Linked DNA regions of Capsicum annuum: region 2 is linked to region 1. Evidence: chromatin contacts called from public Hi-C data. All regions are on one chromosome and are shown on one strand. Each heading gives the region's core, a stretch centred on a gene start, on an enhancer-like site or on the middle of the called end of the contact. The rest is flanking DNA. Distances are from core to core; before and after follow the strand shown.

The links. Hi-C and Micro-C count contacts between places; a contact is called where the count stands out from the background.
Region 2: a contact with region 1 is called in a Hi-C map of leaf, with 2.8 times the contacts expected there. The contact joins the promoter of LOC107849685 here to the enhancer-like site in region 1. A contact is called at or near these places in 2 of 5 Hi-C or Micro-C datasets (leaf and placenta).

What each region holds. Positions count from the first base shown.
Region 1 is chr12:80,033,890-80,041,035 of UCD10Xv1.1, reverse strand. No RefSeq gene overlaps it. Among protein-coding and RNA genes, the nearest start is that of LOC107850489, 44 kb to the right of the region's middle. Within about 2 kb of position 4,300, at least 4 of the 5 cell types and tissues checked have an H3K27ac peak or open chromatin away from gene starts, as enhancers often do. A contact at or near this core is called in leaf, where this site is marked.
Region 2 is chr12:80,314,966-80,321,239 of UCD10Xv1.1, reverse strand. It overlaps LOC107849685 (5'-3' exoribonuclease 4), which reads right to left and starts at 2,987. Exons shown (of 23, transcript XM_047401855.1): 1 at 2,670-2,987; 2 at 2,034-2,282. The coding sequence starts at 2,240.

The DNA of each region.
Region 1 (7,146 bases), core at 3,051-5,550:
ATTTTCTTTCTCCATATTATGAAACTAAATGACGCCCAAAATCACTAAAATAGTTTATAAATAAGTGTAAATTTGCAAGTATAATTAAAAGAGTACAAATAAATTAAAATATCTAAATAACTATAAATTTGTAATCCTCTTGAAAAGTAAATATGTGAATGTGGCAGTTATTAAATATAGAAATCAGACACAATCATAAATTGAATTAAATATAGAAAGATAGTAGCTTAAGTTGTTGAATCATGAATGAATTTGAGTTGAATATTTTTATTGAGCAAATGTTATCTATTTTACGTCAAAACATTAGTGAATTAGAGTAAAAAGATACTCTTAAATTGTTTGTGCCCTCTTAGTGATAACAATAACTATAGCAAAAATTAGTCAATGACTTCCCTATTTGGATTTAGCCTTATTCAAAGTATAATAATTTATATTAATAAAATATATGAAATTATTTGGATTATGAGAAAACTAAATGAAAAATATTAATTATATTATATTAGAAAAACATATAAAATATATAATAGATATAATGTGAGACTCTGTATTCATTAATGTATGTGAAAATACAATATATATCCTCTATTTCCTTCTTTCTGAATTTTAATTTACTTCTAAACTTTTATTTCATTATCTACAATTTTTTCATTTTTTGAATTTATATATTATATTTTACTTTAATAATAAGTTCGTATTGCAATAAAATATAAACAGAGATACCGATTTAAAATAAATATAGATAAGTTGAAGACTCCAATATAATCTGATCTAGTAGAAATAGTAATGATCTAAAATTCAAATTAGAAACTTTCATTTCTATCAATACAATTTTATCTCATATTTCAAAATTTTATTTTTTATCCAAATTCAAACAATTTATTAACTTGTCCTAAGAATTAAAAAGAATTGAATAATACATGATTTTTTTTTTTTGAATATGAATTCTAAAGGAAAAAATAAAATAAATTCAGTTATATAAAAATATTTACCGTGTAATTTGATCAATTATATTAAAAATATACCTTGTCAACTAATATCATTAAGGCTCCTACTTCTATCTCTATTTAATGTCTTCCCTTTATTTTTTTTTCTCTTCTGCGAATCAAAAATAACAACAAAATCATCATTAAAACATAAGGATCTCTCATAAAAACTTTTTCTAAGTTAAATAATAGAAATGACACTACTTTGAAAATTGATTTACCTATAAATCTTTATTTATCGAAGTTGTCGTTTCGATTATTACATGCCTCATTTTTCCTTTACCTATTTGGAAGTTGTTCCATTTTATATTGAGAAGTGAAGAGAATGGATGTGCGTCGTTGTTCTTCTTCATTAGCCTTAACAAAGAAACATGAATATAAAAATGTCATGTCCTTCTTGTAAATAAAAGAAATATTAAATTGAAAAAGATGAAAAAACGAAGTATATGAAGAAGAATGTAAATTTCATCAATAAAGCTAATGATGAAAGAGTATATATAAGAGAATCTAAGAAGTTAGAATTGTATTCCAATCAAATTTTATTTAAATTCATATTCAATTTGGTAGAAGAAGATTTAGTTTGTTATTCTTTCTTATCATTATATTTTTCAAATATAATGTATATTTATCTACTAATCTATATATTTAAATTTAGTTAAATATGTAAGTCAATGAGATATTATATTTTTTTGGGCAAATTAAGTAATCTTCTACTACTACTATTACTTTTATGATTATATTATTATTATTAAATCCAACAAACGTAGGAGATTTCTTTTTAAAATTTTATCCTTTTTCTTTTATTATTATTACTATTAAGTTTTTCTAAAAAAATAAGATTGCTACTACGCATTTGCTACTTCTGCGTATTACTACTAATACTATTATAATTATCATTATTTTATTATTAGTATTATTATTTATTTTCATAATATTATATTTTAATATTTTATAACATTTAAATTTTATAAGAGAAAAGTTTGAAATAGTATATATCTATTAGAACTCTTTAATTATTAGTTTCAATTTTTAAGATAATGAAAATCTTTTTTGTAAAAGGATAATTTATTCAAATTCAAATACTTAATTTTTTTCAATTCAAAATTTTTATAACAATATTTTTAACTTTGTCTTAAAATATTTTTTAATATTGTCTTAAAAACTGCCACGTGGCTATCTTAATAGCTTGACATGTGGTATTTTGTCTTACTTATGTTTTGCTTTTGTATATATATATAGATTATTTTTATAATCTTAATTTAAATTTTAAAATATTAATTACATACATATTTACAATATAATATTACATGAAGTTACATGTAAATCAAGTCACAAATTTACAAAGAAATCCTAATAATCTATGAAATTAAATTACTTTTGACACTAAATTCAAACCAAATAGAGATGTTGATTAAAAAACTAAACAATTATTGAGTAATAATATAACTATCCAAATAGAAAAATTAACCTAATTGTATTTCAATAGATCACAATAAAACACAAAAAATTATCAATATTTAATCCATTGAAAGTGAAAATGAACTCCTCAAAAGAAACTCTCATGGCACTTATGGCGTGTTCAATACTACCATATCATCTTAATCAAACAAATCTGATTCCTTAAAAAATTTAGTATTTTGTATTTTAATTATTTATATATTTTATAAACATCATTAAGATTTAAATATATATGGTTGTAACACCCCAACTTAGGAAGGAGTCCCACATCGGCAAAACACAGGAGGAATACTGGGTAAATAAGTAAGAAAGTCTTACTTCCTAGTGACGCGTTTTAAAGCCGTACGGGCTTGGGCCCAAAGCGGACAATATCACTAGTGGGTTGGGGAGTGAGAGGGGTCTCTCGGGCCTTTGTGGTTCGGGATTCCCATCGCGGCTAGAGCATCGGCTCGGGTCGTGACAATGGTGGTATAAATAAACTTTGATTTTGGACTACTTTTGTTATTCGTAGTACTTTATTCTATTTTTTACTCATTTTGTTTGGCCCGCGAGCCAGCCCAACTCATATTGCTCAAGCCCACGGATCAATGGACTTATTCGGGCCGACCTAAAAAGTCCTATTCTTAAATATGATATAAAAATTGTAGCCCAATCCTATTAAATTACGGGGTGGGTTGGACCAACCCAACGAACCTGACCCATATCGACGGCTCTACTTGGATTATGAAAACTGAAAACTGATGGAAAAAAAAGGAAATTAGGAATTAAGAAAATTGAATTTGAAGCAGTTTTTTAAAAAAAATTAATATAACACATTGGTTAAGAAAATATAGGTAAAAATTCAAAAAAAAAAAAAAAAGAAAGAAAAATATGAATGGAGGTCATTGAGAAGTGTCATGTCACTGGATCTACATTCTCCTTTATTATTATACACTGATTGATTGATTTTCAAGAGGCGTTTATTAAATAATCCCTCATCCAAATTTAATTATCACATTTTGACTTGATACATCTATTAATAAAGTAATGATTAGTATAACGATTTTATCATATTATTCCTATTGATTGATATTTAATAATATGTATTGAGAAATGATTTGGATAATAAGTAATTAATGCTAAAGGTAAAACTTGGAAAAACTAATTTGTCTTTTCTTGATTTGACAAAAAAGACAAATAAAAATAAGAATCAAATTAGAAAAATAGTGACAAGTAAATTCAAATGGAGGGAGAAGGTATAGTTTAGTAAACTACATTTTGTATTTGTTACTCCCTTTGTTCATAAATACTTGTCTACTTTGACTTGGCACTATCTTAAGTAATTTATATATAATAATAAAGGACATCGGAGTTTGTTGATATGGCACCTCTCAATGATCTCATTGTCCTTTTTTTCTCAATTTTTGAATTTTTAATGTCAAATATTTTGATTAATTCTTTATTCTTTATCTCTAATTAGTGAATTAATTTGTATTAAGCCACGACTTTTAATTGCCCTCCGTCTCTTCCTATTCTTTTTCACATCTAAGATGTTGACTTTTGTTCTTCCTTCTTTCACTATCCATATCCATGGCTATTATTAACTAACTGATTTTGTCATCCTGAAGGGGAAATGATCAATGTGAAACACTAGGGCAAGAAAATTACTGAACAATTGTTCTGCAACGGTGGTGAATCGATGATCAAGAAAGTTGTGGAAAACAATTCTGATGAAAGGAAAATCAACTGGGGTGTTGGTGTCAGCAATCAGGAATCCTTTCGCCTTGAAAAGTCGTCACAAAAACGTGAAGTGCCAAAAAATAGAGTTTTCAAAATCAATCAGAAGGGCAGTGCTAATTCTGCATTTGAGAGACAATTGCCCATTATCAGAAAAAGATCACGAGAATTAGCCAATGAAGATCAACAACGCTTCAAGAAGGCGGCAAAAGGGAACACTATCGTTAGGGTTTAAGTCCCTCCTGTTGCAATAATCAACAGAGAATTGGATATTGATTTCAAGAATAAGATTGGTGAAATAAGGGGTTCACTTGAATCAGTTAAATTGGTGATCGAAAAAAGACTATTCATGAGTGATGTTCACTTGAATTGGTTAAATTTGCTATTGTTGTGCTTTGGGTAATTTAGTGCTTTGAATAATTTAGCTTCTGGTTTCACCCTCTTCGATTTGAACAAATTAGTTTTCTTATTCGCAGTTTGTTCAATTTTATGCTAATGGGTTGAGCATTTGTGTTATTTTTGATTTAGGTATATTGAAGAAAGATGTTGGAAGAACTCATCACCGGTAGTTAGTGTATGTAATTAATTTTTATCTTCTTCTTTCTACTACTGCTTTGAAGATTCCTTATATTTCTACCTTTTGAATTTGGGAAAAAATTTCCTGCTGCCTCTAGGAGGGAAAAAGTCGAGTTGGATAACCCAAATTGAAAGATTTTAGACTTGGAAAGAATTAGAACTGCCTTAAAGTTATTCTTGTATTACTTTGTTCCTCACATGTCATTTGGGGCTCCAATCTAACCCAAGGTTCAATCATTATACAATGGATTAATAATATAAAATTTTTTTTTGTAGTAGAAGGTAATTGCAAAGTCTTGATCCAGTCATTATACAATGGATTAATAATATAAAATTTTTATTTGTAGTAGAAGGTAATTGCGAAGTCTTGATAGCTTCTCTAGCATTCGAATATTTCCTTGAAGCAAGCTAAATAGGCAATGATATGCAATGCAAGGATATTTAAATTTTTTTAGAAAAAACCCCAATCCAGATGTTTAAAATCAAACAAGTATCAACAGTCTGTCTTCTCTGCTTCTGCTGGGGAATCGTTCGGCGGGTTTTATCAACAGAAGAAAAGAAGAGATTTCTAGTTTTCTATTGTGATTGATTTTCTTCACTTGACATTTTTTAAGATAAGAAACCACATAGGAGAGCTATTGAGCCATCCATGAGAAAACTCTAGCGTAAAGTAAGCCAGAAAACGGTATGATACTTCACGTTTGGAGTTTATTTTGTTAGATTCTGGCTTATCATAATAAATTTCATTTTTCGTATATTTCAGCAGTTTGACCTTGCCTACGATGAATAACAGCTGATAGATATAGTAGTTTGTAAATCTCCATTCCAGATAGCTTCAGGCAGCGGTTAAAAACATGTGATAGTCTCAGTTAAACAGAAATCTCTAAGCCCATCCAACTGTGATTTGGGCTCAATAATATGGTATAAGGTTTTTCTGACATCATTGTTATTGTATGACACTTTGAAATTGCTGCTACTAGAGATTAGTAACCACTGCAAGTGTATATCAGGTATAATGCTTTGAGATAGTTTTGGACACCTTTAAATAATTTTATATCTTAGTACTAGCCTTTATTTTATTTGGAGTAGTAAGACATTTCACCTCATGCGAGAATAGTTTGGAGATGATGGGGGGTTTGTCGTTGAACCCTACCTTGTATATTGAATATTAAAAGTTACATAAATAGAGGGGGGTGAAAGTCATAAACCTGTGTAACATAGAAGGTGAACAAGCTCACCTATAACAAACCAATAGGATTCTGGAGTGCCCCTATTTTTCACTAAGAAGGAGGATAAAACAAAGGTACTTAAGCTTAACACTAGCTATATATAGTATATACATTGGTGATATACAAAATATGGGAGATTTAAAGGGCAAAGTACCTTTCTACTAACACTGGTCCTATATAGCATTTGCAATGGTGCTATACAAATGAGAGATTTAAAGAGCAAAGTGTCTTTCTACTATGTGCACAACAAATAATATTTTCTATGTATAGTGATGAGAGAACTGAATTTAGCCATTAAAAAAGTTGGATTTGTGTCACGATCCAAAAATGAGGGTTATGATAGCACTTGTCGTGGTGTATCTTGACAAGTAAGCCTATCACCCAAACTAATACGAAAAGAGGAAAAGATAGAAATATCCCAAAATAAGGCTTTTAGAACGAAGTCGAACCATATAAGTAATCATAACAATGCAAAAAGAATTTATCCAAAATATCAATCATGCCCAAAATTAGGTGTCAATAGTGTAAGAATTACTAATACAATCCAAGAGTTAAATACATCTGAAAATAACCACAAAGGAATAATAATATTCTCCGAATACTAATAAAAACATAACTACTATAGAAAATAGAGGTGAACTTTGGATGCATGAATGTCCAATCGCTACCTTGGAAACTCCAACAATCGCCCGAGCCAAGCAAGCTGAGGCGCACTCGAGTTAGGACCTGCACCAAAAGCGCGCAGTAGGCATAAGTACGGTCCACTTGTACTCAGGAGGTATCATAGGTCGACCAAGCAAATTAGTAAATAAAGTATACAAAATAAAATATACACTATGGGCACATCACCCGTAGTAAAAAAAATATCCCACAGTGATAGCCTACACCACCTGCACTAATAATTTTAATATATCACATATATTGCAACATCACACCAAGATAGAACACAAATATGCATTATATCACATATAAGTAGAACATGGGAAAATATGCATATACAAGATCATCAAATACAAGTAAAAGAAGATAAGACAATTACATAGATGGAAATTCAATATGACAATACAACACATTATAAACATAATAACCTAAGTGCAATATAGATGATGATGATGATGCAGGAGATAGTCGCACAACCTCCGGGATCGTCTAACAATTCCTGTATACACATACGGAGGCAAGCC
Region 2 (6,274 bases), core at 1,738-4,237, 280 kb before region 1:
TGTTCAACTGCCCTATGGGCTCTCTTCCTACTACTTAGGTTTGCCTTTGGGAACGATGCATAAGGACCTTGTAGTGTGGAATATTGAAAGGGTTGAAAAAAGACTAACACAGGTTGGCAAAAGCGGTACTTGTGGAAGGGTGGAAAGGAAGTACTCATAAAAAGAACCTTATCGAGTATTCCTATCTTGTCTTTGTTGCAAGCACCAACAAAAGTCAAAGAAAAATTAGAAGGACACCAAAGAAACTTCTTATGGGATACGAGGGGTAGTACTAGAAAGATTCATTTGGTGAATTGGGAGGCCATCAAAACTCCAAAGAAGAGTGAGGGGTTTCTAGGGGTGAAAGATCTTAAGGTGTTTAACAAGGAATTAATCGGAAAGTGATTATGGATAATTGGGATACAGAAAAACATTTTTTAGAGGGAAGTGGTAGTAGAGAAATATGGCACAATGGAAGGAGGGTGGAGGACTAAAGTATTGTTCCATTTGGTTGTAGTATGTGGTGAAGCATAATGAAAAGAGTAAAAGGCTTCAGTGATCACATATCTTTTAGGCCTAGGTACATATCTTTTAGGCCTAGGTACAGGAGAAGAAGGATTAGTTTGTGGAACCATAAGCGGTGTGGACAGAATATACTGAAAATATCCTTCCTAATATGTACAGTATTTCAAATCAAAAGGAGTCCTTGGTCTACCAAATTCATAGCGAGAATGAAGGGGGAGTACTTTGGGACCTCGCATGCAGGAGAAAAATACAAGACTGTGAAATGGAAGAGTTTCAAAGGTTGCTAGAGCTAATTCAGGCTCAATTTAGGTTCAACCCTTATGGACGTGGAGGTGTACATTGAGGAGCTCTGGTTTGTTCACTATCAAAAATCTCTGCCAGAGCTTGCTTATGATAGAGGAGACATATTTTCCACATTTACCGATCTAGATTATCGAGATGCCTAGAAATGTGTGCTTTTTAACATGGTTAGCAGCGATGGGAGTGATTATGACAGCAAAGAATTTGAGAAAGAGAAATATCACTTATGTTAGTTGGTGTTACATGTGCAAATGAACGGGTGAAGAAGTTGATCATCTCTTGGTACATTGTGAAGTGGCATAGAGGTTGTGGAGAGGGTATTGAATTATTTTGGTGTACAATAAGTGATGCCAAGTACAGTTAAAGATGTGTTGCACAATTGGGCGGGAATACAACATAGAAGACAAAAGGCATAGAAGTTTGCTCCAATAGCCCCATGTAGACCTATGAAGTAAAAGAAATGGGATAACTTTTGAGGGAATCAAATATGATTTTGCACATCTAAGGAATAGCCTACTTTCTCTAATTGCTTTTGGTGCACCCTGAATATTTCTATTTGTATAGAAGATTGGGTGGTCTTTGTAGAGAATCATGTTTTGATATAGCTTCTCTACTTTTGGTACAACTCTTGTATGCGGGAATTTTCTTCCCATTATTAATAATACTATCCAACTCAGAGGAGGTCAATCTCCCCCAATGCAAGCTTCACAGCCACTCATCATTCTCCATTAGAAACTATGACTAGGTTGAAAAAATTACCTATCCAAATGCATATCATGATGCACGCATGTTCCCCTAGAAACTGTCTAGCGTACAATCACAAAAGAATAACATCCTTTTAACAAAGAAAGCACTCCCTCCATTTCAATTAGTCAAAATTTAGCACGGATTTGAAAAATGTAAAAACTTTTGAATCTTGTGGCCTTAAACAAAAGATAGGTAAAATGTACAAAAATGTCCTTTAATCTTGTGAATTTAAATATGCCGTGTGAAAAGATAGAATTAAAGAGTTCCCAAAAAAGGTAAGAGGCATTCTTTTTAAAACTGACTAAAAAGAAAAGTAAGACAAGCAAATTGAAACGAGGGGATTATATAAGTGCTAACAAACTATTTGCTAAATAATTGTATAAAAAAAATCTCGCATGCATTGTGCATGAGCTTAAATGAATTAGGTAAATCAAATACCAAATAAATTCATAGGAGACTTTCAAAAAGAAACACCCGTTCACCTTTCCCTCAGGATGAAAACAAGGATGAATGATACCATTCATGTCCAAGTACAAGTTATCAAATTCCAGGCCATTAGGGTTTGGCTTTGAAACATCCACCATAACATTCAACCCATCAATGTCCTCTTTAGGCTCTTCCTCTACCACGTCCACAATTGAGAGCGGGTATCGATCGGCCAACCACCTATAAAATGCTGGTACTCCCATTTTTTTCCGATTAGCTGAACTCCAGTCAATTAAAACTTGCACCTGATTATCAATATTTAACAGCAACACCAATATTTGATAAAGAAGTCAGTATTTTCTGGTTAACTTTGAATTATTCATAACTACGAATAGCTATGCTAAGCCACCTTTTTATCATAATAACAGGTTACAGAAATCAAAATCTTTTCTTGATTGAACAGATGCATAGAATTAGTAAAAACGGCAAGACTTTTTGCTAATGCTTTGCTAAAAATACATACGTACAAGCAATATAGAGCTAACTCTTTTTCTGGAAATAACAAAAACACAAAAGATAGCAAAATTTATAACACCCAACTTGCAGGAAGACAAAAATGAATAAGCATGGAAACAAAAAATGAAAAGAAATAGAGAAACCCAAATGAATTTAAGCAACAAAATAAAACGTACCTGAAAGGGTTTTAGAATCTTCTGAATTATTGAAATGACAATTCACCTCAACAACGGATCAATTTCAAGAAAATTAGGGTCATGAAACTGAGATTTGAGAAGAGACGGATCGGGGCAAGTTTTAAAGAGAAGTGAGATCAATTTCTAAAAACTCCATACCAGCTATTACTCATTTGGATTTCTATTTTGCTTCTCTCCTCTGCTCCGTACGTAACTCTTCTTTTCTTTTCCTTGTACTCTCTTTTTGTTCACATCTTTCTTTCTAATTAAATATTTGTAAAATTTGACTTTTTTGTTTGCTTGGTAATAGAAAATATTATTTTAAAATTATTTGTAATATTTTTAATCATTTATATTCTTATTTTTGCATCTACATCTATCCACATCTACGGTATATTAAGAGCCCGTTTGGAATTTTTGCTGTTGGAAGACTGCTTATTTGAAAATTACTTTTTAAAATTAGTTTTTTAGAAAAGTGCTTTTTAAAAAAAGTAATTTATGTTTAATAAATTCATTTTAAAAATATTTTTCATAAACAGATTGTGTTTGGATAATCTTTTTCAAGAATTATTTTTTAAAACAAAAGATCAAAAAGGACATGTATTAATAGACTTTTATTATTAAAATTAATTTATATAGAAATTTATTTAAATATCTATTATAATATTTATAATTAAAATTTTATTTTTATTTAATTAAAAAGTACATACTCTATAATTTTCAATCAATATTTATATACATAAATTCATTAAAAATATTAAATAATTATATATTGCTTAAATAATTTAACTATTAATTAATAACATCAAACAAAAAAGAATAAGCAATCGTCATATTCATAAATGTACAATACATAGTAACAAATATGTCATTTTTCATGAATTAGTTATTTAAAATTAAATATTCAAAAAAAAAATTACAAATACTATCAAAATATCATTTAATCTTGTAACATAATTTATTTGTCATTTGTTATCATTAACAATAATTAAAAAAAGTTATATATTTCTTCGCTCATCATCATCAATGATATTTTCAAATTAATTTTAACCAAAGTGAAAGTGAAAATGAAATAATAATAATAATAATATATAAATCATAAAATAAAATAAAGAATTATGAAAGTTTTGAAATCAAATTTTAATCAAATTTATAAGATATGTTAATTAATTAATAACGGATATATATGTGTTTGAGAGAGAGTGTGCGAGTGATAGGGATATTTTTGTCATAATAAAATAATTTTCGCTTCTACTTCTGTTTTTTTTTTAAAAGCAGAAAATTTTTGCTTCTTCTCAGAAGCAAAAAAACTATTTCTGTTTCTTTTTAAAAGCACTTTTTAAAGTTTACCAAACACCATTTTAAAAAAAATATATTTTTTTTCTCAAAATAAGTGTTTATTATGGAAATAAGCAACACAAAACAAGCACTAAGTTTGAACAACTTACAAAAGTGATTTAAAATTTTTGCCCTTCACTAAAACAATCCATAATAGACTATACAACTTTGCTTATTTAAGTTCACATTTCGTCTCAAAATTCTACTAGCAGTAGTATTACTTGTGTTTGTGCCTTATTTTGTTTAGGTATTTCCCATGGTTTTACTATCTTTTTTGTGGAGAAAAAATGTTGTGTGTATTTGACTTTAGGACGCTTTGATTTTTTTAATTCAATTCTTGCTATCAAGTAGGTTTAGGGTTTGTCACAACCCAAAAATCGATGTCATTATGGCATTTATTGTGGCTCAATCTTGATAAGTAAGTCAATCACTTGAAGAAGAAAGAGGTATGAGATAATAAAAGAAAATAAAATGAACGAGACTCCTAGAACAAAGATAAGTCACGTATTCATTATAACAAGGAAAACTGAAAGAATGTCATAAACTTCCTAAAACTAGTGCCACAAATGTAAGAGTATCTAAGTACAATATACGAAAATTAAATACAAATTTGTCTCTGATCCCAAAAGAAAGATAAAGTAAAAGATAGGATGAGATCTGAAATTTGCCCCGAACATTGGAGCAAACCAGTACCTCGAATCTGATCAACTCTACCTGAAACTCAACCGCAACGCGTAGTACTCGAATTGAGATCTGCACTAAAAGTGCATAGTAGGGGTGGATATGGTCTACTTGTACTCAATAGGTATCATAGGTCGACGGAGCGAAGTGCAAAATAAGATAAATAAAGAAAATACTATGAACACGCAACCAGCAAGCAGAAAAGTTCCCAAATGGTAGCTCATACCATTTCCACTAGCAATGCTTATATTACTATTATATATAAGAGACAATCCAAGGACTTTGGTAGTCCTTATAAAAGTTTTCAACTTAATTTTAATCTTTTCAATTAATTACTTTTATGTCATGATTTTATCTTTTATAGTAATTTAATTAATTTTATAATCCTATAATATTATGGCATTTGGATGATATAGATGAAGTTATTTTGTCTTCTTTCTTATTATATGGACCTTTGCACTTGGCACATGTGTCATAGTATGAGAAGCTATTATTAAGTTTTCTCTTGTAATTTCAAATATTTAATTAATTATTTAAAAAAATAATTAGGAGTAGGACAAGGGAAATTAGGGAGGAGATTACAAAGCCAAAAATCAAATATTTACCAATAAAATGGAGTTTAGGTAGTTAATCAATTGAACCATTTAAATTCTTATATTGTTTAACTAATCAATAAATAATTTTTAGAATCTTCGATTATAATGTTTTGTTTCTCATAATTATATATTGTTTAATCAAGTTTGTTGCAAAATATAAGTGTTGAATATCCTTTAATTATTTTATTTATTAAATTACTTGTACTTCATGCTTCATGAAATACAAGATTAAAAAGCTTTAATTTTTTTCCTTTGCTGCTCACAAGGTAAAAAAAACTTTAATTTGACTATCTTTTGTTAATTTTTTTAATCAAAATTAATTTTTGTAAGTGAAAGCCTTAACAAAATTAATATTTTATATGAATAAAATAGTTTAGGAAAAAAAAAGATATTCTGGCCATGGAGAACTTTTATCTGTTGCGTGAATAATTCATCACTTTTTTTCTTCTTTCTTAGTATTTATCTTTAATAATTTATTTTCCATAAGAAAGAGTTTTGTACAAATACCTTGGGATGAAAAAGAGGGGTTAAAATTAGTTATTGTATGAGGTTATATTTTATTTCTATCGAATCAAGTATGATTCTAATGTATTTCTTAATTATCTTTTATAAATTGAATATTTTTTTTTGTGGAAAATTTCATCCATTACTTTTTAAAATATCAAACATATTTCATATGCTGGAAATTAAAATTATTGATAAAGTTAAAAATTAAGGTAAGAACATAAATTAAAATTAAATTATTTTTAAAATCTTTTTTCTGGTCCATTGAGAATCAATATTTTTAAGCATCAACTATAGAGAGAGAATCAATTGATTCTCGATGTTCATTTTAGTGAGTCTATTTTTTTTCTTAATTTAATAAAAAATTACGCTGAAAGCACCACATTTAACTAGCATGAATTTTTATCACGTGAAATTATAAATAAAATCATATATTTTTCATCACACATAAGAAGACTTGAGTAAAATGATTGATCCACTTGATGA